Regions from separate parts of the Zea mays genome. Here region 2 is linked to region 1. A link is a contact called in public Hi-C data. All regions are on one chromosome and are shown on one strand. Each heading gives the region's core, a stretch centred on a gene start, on an enhancer-like site or on the middle of the called end of the contact. The rest is flanking DNA. Distances are from core to core; before and after follow the strand shown. Region 1 holds the start of LOC100281256. Region 2 has its middle 22 kb from the start of LOC100502517.

Evidence for each region. A called contact is a pair of places that touch in the nucleus more often than the background predicts.
Region 2: a contact with region 1 is called in a Hi-C map of ear, with 2.1 times the contacts expected there. The contact joins the enhancer-like site here to the promoter of LOC100281256 in region 1. A contact is called at or near these places in 3 of 25 Hi-C or Micro-C datasets (ear, leaf and tassel).

Annotation. Positions count from the first base shown.
Region 1 is chr2:189,885,115-189,888,420 of Zm-B73-REFERENCE-NAM-5.0, forward strand. LOC100281256 reads right to left here and starts at 1,813. Exons shown (of 1, transcript NM_001154175.2): 1 at 292-1,813. The coding sequence starts at 1,200. The coding sequence ends at 466.
Region 2 is chr2:190,032,020-190,035,325 of Zm-B73-REFERENCE-NAM-5.0, forward strand. No RefSeq gene overlaps it. Among protein-coding and RNA genes, the nearest start is that of LOC100502517, 22 kb to the left of the region's middle. Within about 2 kb of position 1,497, at least 19 of the 20 cell types and tissues checked have an H3K27ac peak or open chromatin away from gene starts, as enhancers often do. A contact at or near this core is called in ear, leaf and tassel, where this site is marked.

The sequences.
Region 1 (3,306 bases), core at 563-3,062:
TATTTGCAATCGTGAGTATAAATCTATATTCTTGCTCACAACCAGGTGCCAGTAAATTTACAGACATCCTAAGCAAACATGACAATGTTCTAGTTCTACTAACATGGGGCATGGACAACATTGTTAGCGTTCACAGAAGTCCAAAGGCACTTAACAACAACTGTATTACAAACATCAATACTTCAGCACAAACAAAGGTTTGAGTAAGCAAAACTGAATCATACCAAGCCATAACCACCAATTTGATGCCAATAAATGCAACTAGAACAACATGATATGAGAACTACAATATATAACCAACGTAAATTGCACCACGTCGGAAAACTTGATTATAAGAGCAAACAAAAATTATCTACAAACATTAGCCCACCATTTTTTTTCAACACATAACATGCTGGAAATGAAACGATAAAGAAACAAAGCAAATGCACCTGATCACTTGTTGTCTATACTGGTTATCAAACATCATGCAAGATCACTCCCCTGGCCCTTGTCTGAGAGCCGCTTGAGGAACTCATAGGTGGTGATCATGGTGGTGGCAGACAATGACATGGACGCCCACCTCGGGCCTAGGCCCCTGTAACAAGCAGCCAACCCACCTTCCTTGATCAGCCTACGCACTGTCCTCCCCACCGTAATCGGCTCACCGTCCCCATCCATGACTTGCATCCTGGTTTTGATGGTGTCCAGTGGCATGGTCACAAACGCAGATGCACCACCGGCCATCGCGGCACTCACTCCCTGAACTACCATGACAGTCTTGCAACCTGGCTGCAGCAAAGAATCCCCATCACCGAGATCAATTTCCTGGACACCAACACCATAATCGCACAAGTAGCAGCCAATTCCACTCCAAATTATCTTCTGCGACAGTGAATAAGTTGCCCACCACACAGCATTGGAGGGGGCGTAGGTTAGGATGGACATGCCGAACCCACGGTACAGGCCGCGTAGTCCGTCAGAAGCCACGGTCTTGCGGAAGGCGTCAAGGCCGCCATGGTAGCGGGAGGCAGGACAGGGGTTGCCCTGAACCATGAGGCGCTGGCTGATGACGTCGACGGGCGTCCACACGACCTGCGCGGCGACGGCGGCGGCGAGGCCCGCCACTGCGCCCGCTGCCGCCGACGCAGCGGGCTCCGCGGCGCCGAAGCTGAGCGCGGCTGGGCCGACGGCGGAGCGCGTGGCCTCGAGCGCGCCCATGTACAGCGCGCGCGCAGGGATGGTGCCGGCGAGGGAGGTGGCGAAGCCGCGGTAGAAGGCGAGGGGCCCCTCCTGGCGCAGGATGGCAGTCGCCGCCGCGACGGCGGAGGGCGGGAGCGCTGCTGACTCAGCCGCCGCGGCCGCCGCAGGGGCGACTTGGAGGCGCGTCTTGAGGACAACGGCGGGGTAGAGCGCGGCCGAGACGGCGGAGAAGAGCCCGGCGCCCACGACAAAGAAGCGCGCCTTGTCGAGCCGCTCCCAGCGGATGTCCTCCGGGAGTTGTAGACCCTGGGTGCTCTCATCCTTCTCCGCCGCCGCGTCCGGCGGCGGAGGCGCGTTCCGGCGATCTATGGCCACTCCTGTGCAGGTGTGGCGGAGAGATCAGCACGTACTGAAGAAGCTTTCTCCCACTCGTAACACAACCTATGCGTCCCCGAGCGGTGGATACATGTCCTCAGCCAAGGGCGGGGGCGGGGGCGGCGGATAGGGTTTTGGTTGGTTGGGGGTCTGGGGAACCTCGGAGGGAGGAAGCCAAGCGAAGCAAAGGCAAAATACGAACAAAGCGGTGGAACCGTGAAATTGATAGAAGAGAAGGGTGTGGAAGTGGAACGACGTCCGATGTGGCAAGCTCCCATAATCCGATTTCACCACTCGTGCATCGGGGCCACCACTGTGGTTCATGGGCAGGGTGCGATGGCACCGCTCGCCCGCCTCACGAGTAGGCCTGGCTAAAAACCCGTAACCCGAAGTCTGAACCTCTAATACTTGAACTTGAAATACCTAAAACCTGAATTTTAATTAAAAATTTTGGATAACAACTTGCAAAACCCGAATTTATTTTAGATTATTCGGGTATCACAATTGGGTACCCGAATTATCCGAACTTTCATGTGTTATGTACTCATGTTATACTTAATTATTAATTTGTACATTTATAATTATGTTAAGTGTGCATAACTTGTGATTGTAGATTGCTTGTGTTTTATATGTCCATGTATATCATTATTTAAATTGTATTTTTATACTAATTTAATAGGGTGTATATGTTTTTATGAAGCCGACACAACAATTCGGGTAATTCGGGAATACCCGAACCCGAATTTTCGGGTATTGTAAAACCCATTGTAATTTCGAGTATCGATTCTCAAAACCCAAAATTTTAAATACCCGAATTACCTGACCCGAAATTTCCGGGTAACCCGAACGCCCACCCCTACTCAGGAGCGCCGTCGTCGCTTGTCCGCTTGTCTCGGGAGCGTCGCCTTGAACATCAAATTGGTGTCTTTCAATTGGTATTTTCGTACCTTTGCCTTGAACATCAAATTGCCATACCTTTGCCTTGAACATCAAATTGTATCAATTGGTGTTTTCAATTGGTATTTTCGTACATGATCACTAGTTGTATAATCCATACTTGTGCAATTTTTATGTTGCCTCTTGTTATGATAAGAAAATGTTAGGTGACATCTAGACTCTAGGTATCAAGATTTATCTTTCAATTAGTATGACAATATTCATTTGATATCTTGGACCTATGTCACAACTATGCCAACAAGAGCTTGCAAATGAATTCTAAATCCAACACAAGTCTAGAAACCCCTTGAAAAGGTAAAACGCAAAGGTACATCACTTCATGTCACTTCTTGTCGGGGACCATAATTAGGGGTACCCCCAATACTCATAATCTCAGCTGGTAACCCCCATCAGCACAAAGCTGCAAAGGCCTGATGGGTGCGACTAAGTCAAGGCTCGGTCCACTCAAGGGACACGACCTCGCCTCGCCCGAGCCCAGCCTCGGGCAAGGGCAGCCGACCTCGGAGGATTCACGTCTCGCCCGAGGGCCCCCTCAAGCAATGGATACACCTTCGGCTCGCCCGAGGCCCAGTCTTCGCCGAGAAGCAACGTGGCCCGGATCGCCACACCGACCGACCGTATCGCAGGAGCATTTAATGCAAGGATGGCCTGACACCTTATCCTGACGCGCGCCCTTCAGTCGATAGAGCCGAAGTGACCGCAGTCACTTCGCCGCTCCACTGATCGGCCTGACAAGAAGACAGTGCCGCCTGCGCCGCTCCGACTGCTGTGCCACTCGACAGAGAGAGGCTG
Region 2 (3,306 bases), core at 247-2,746, 150 kb after region 1:
CGGTAACGGGAAGGGAGGAGAAGCCGGTGAGGACTAAGGACTCTAGAGTCTGGACTCTGGAGGAAGGAGGCCCGCGCCCGGATCTAAGCACGGGACGAGGCCGCCCAAATGGAAGCGACCGAGCGACGAGCTGCTCACCTGCGGTGAGCTAGCGGAGCGGGTGGAACAGGAGGGGCGCGACGGAAGGGAGGACGGCGACCCGGCGGTAGTGGATGAGATCTTCTCTGGGTGGGAGGTAGGGGAGGTTTTGGGGCGGGGAGAATTCCGGGGGCGCGACGAGATTTCTGAGGTCGGGGACGACTCGTGGGGCGGGGATGGTGGAGGCCGGGGCATGGAGCACGGTGGGGATGGAAGGGGCGCGGGAGGAGTATGGAAGGGGCGGGGGAGGCGGCGCAATGCACGACCTTCCATCGGAGCGAGGCGGAAGGGCGCGGACTCGCGGCAGAACCGTGCACCACGTAGTGGTGTGGACGTCTACAATAGCCTCTTAAGGAATAGTAGAGATTACTATAGTAGTATTTGCTAGTCTTTACTTTTTCATATGAATTTAGTTCAATAAGTTGCCTAGAATGCAATTATTTGGTGCTCAAAAGATGAACAAGAAAAAGAGAGAACATAGCCTTAGCTCAAAGAACTTTCTCAAAGTTAAAGTTATTGAAAAAATGTTTGAGGTCAACTATGTCGTAAGAAAGATTAAATAGCATAGCTACATATTCTATCGAGAAGGATATACTGGGACATTGTTCTCATATATTTTGCTTAAAAAAATATTCGACAACATTAATTATTTTGAGACATCGAAACTATATGTAACCTGAAATTATTTAATACTATAAATTTTATGTACTTGAGGTAGTCGTAAATATTTATCATTGCCACTTTATTATTCTTATTTTTTCTATTTCTATACTATTCTATAAAGAAACTAACGTGGGCACCTGCTCCTACCACAGTTTTAGCCTCAGCGCTAACACTTTGGACACATCCCACGGCCGATCAGTAAAGAGCGAGCACTCGTACTCACACCGTCTTGCTACAGAAATTTGAGGCTAACCACCAAACCACATGTATCTTAGTGTTTAAAAATAAATAATAATTATATTTAAATAAATATATCAATAACTATTATTTGATATATATAATAGCGGTAGCTAAGTATGGACAACTGGTTATTAAAAAAATAAGGCTCGAGCATTCAGATTGACCAGGCCCTCGTCCCTCCAAAACCGATAGCCGGCCCTGCTGCTCCTCCGTCTACATCGCTCTCTCTCTCTCTCTCGCGTCCACGATGCACGATGAGGCGGTCGCCATGGTCAGAAGGCCACGGGTCATGGCTAGCGGCTCCGTATCCGGCCCCGGGCCTGCGCGAAGCTCGCCAACTGCCGCCTCCGTGACTGTCGCTGTCCTCGTCCGGAACGGCCACCACCGGCTGCCCGCTCGGTGTGCTCTGTTCTGAGAGAGAAAGGACCGCTGCGAGGCGAGAATAGAACGAGGGCCCACAGCTGTGCGTGGGCCGGCCTCCACCTGGTTAAGCCTCTGCGCCCGCCATGGCACTGGGCCGGCCAGGCCCAGATGTTCTCGTTACATAATTCTGCAATTTGAATCAGTCTAGAAAAGCTTAGGGGCCATGGATTGAATCTAGTCTCTATTTTATAGTCTAGTCTCTATTTTATAATAGAAAGTGGAAGAAAAAACATGTCTCCCACTCTCTAACCCCTCAAAAATTACTTCATAACCTATTTGCCAAACTGTTTTCGTCAAATATATTTAATTCTGCTAGAGAATCACTCTATTAAAGAATCGACTCTCGCAAAGAGAATCATGGAACGGAGCTCTATCAAACGAGTCCTTAATAGCATGTGAATCTAGAAAACTGAGGACTATAGTTTGATAGAGGTTCATCTGAACCTGATTCTCTATTGGAGTCAATTCTTTGAGCCAAGTGAAATTACAGTTCACATTAATTCTCTTTGATTATCTAGCATTAACTCTAAAATCATGGTAGATGATCACTTCACGGAATCGGAAAAAGGCTGCTTCTTTTTAGTTGTCAGCTCTTGGTTCATTTTAGAAAATCATTCCATAGAATCAACGGATAATCACTTTATCTCTAAAATGCTGAATTCGTTAATGAATCAGCTACCCTACCAAAGCGGGCCTGAAACTCCACGGACGACGAATTTTGGTCGCTTGCATTTGTATCCGTGCGAGAATCTGACGACTTGAGCAGCGCAAGTGCTAGTCTGCGCGATCTGGTGGCCTAGCTTCCCGTGGGATCTACCAGGCCAGGAATGCAGGACCAAACCGCCGCCCATGCATGTGTCTGACCCTTCGCTTGGTCGGGCAGCAAGCCAGCCTGCTGTCCGGCTTGGTTGTACTTTTACTGAGCAGCAAAGACATTATATTTGAATAATAAAAAGTTGTAGTGCTATATATACGTATATAATCTGCACATTATCTACCTTGGTTCTCCCTTCAAGTATTATCCGATGAGACATATATATACACTGATACATGTGATATACCCATCAGGCTGGCCCGTTGATCTCGACTTCTGGTTCAGGTGCATGCATCCTGGCAGTGCCCAAGCAAGGTGCCCTCTCGCGAGCCTTCGCCGCAAGCAATTCCAATGAAGGTTGGTGCCCAGACCCAAATCAGGAGTGGCCCCCACACAAGGATCTTGATAGATGGGGGGAGGGCTCAAAGTTAGGGACTAACAGAACTGCATGTGTTTATACTGTGTCTAGTAGAGTGTAAAAATAGAAGACGTGGAGTTTAAAATAAAAAAATGAGACGAGGGATTTGCTAGAGAGATAGACTTAGTCGTGCCGGTAAATGACCACATGTGTCATCCCTTTCAATATCTGTTGGGCACTAATTTGAGCCGACGGACGGTCCGACCCTGAGGCCGGACGGTCCGCGGTCCGGACGGTCCGCGCACGTGCAGAACAGATTAGGGTTCCGAGTTGTTCGCTGCGTTTGTTGGCGAAAATCGCGGGATTTGCTCGGAGTTTTGTTGGTAACGGGTCTAACCCCCTCTATAAAAGCAGAGGATTACGGCCGATTAGAGGCAATCAATCGAATCAATACAACTTCTATTTCGCATTTATTTCCAGTACAATTAGGAGTAGTTCTAGTATAGTTCTAGTTTAGCCACTCGATCCCCAAATTCTCCGCTTCTCTTCGACTCTACGTCGATTAGAGGAGTCTAGGTCGGCCGGCCCGAGCCTAGACAACTCCTAGGGTCTCTCCTCCCCGACGGGGTCCCTCCCGGGAGCGAGATCTAGGCGCCGCCGGCGATCTTCC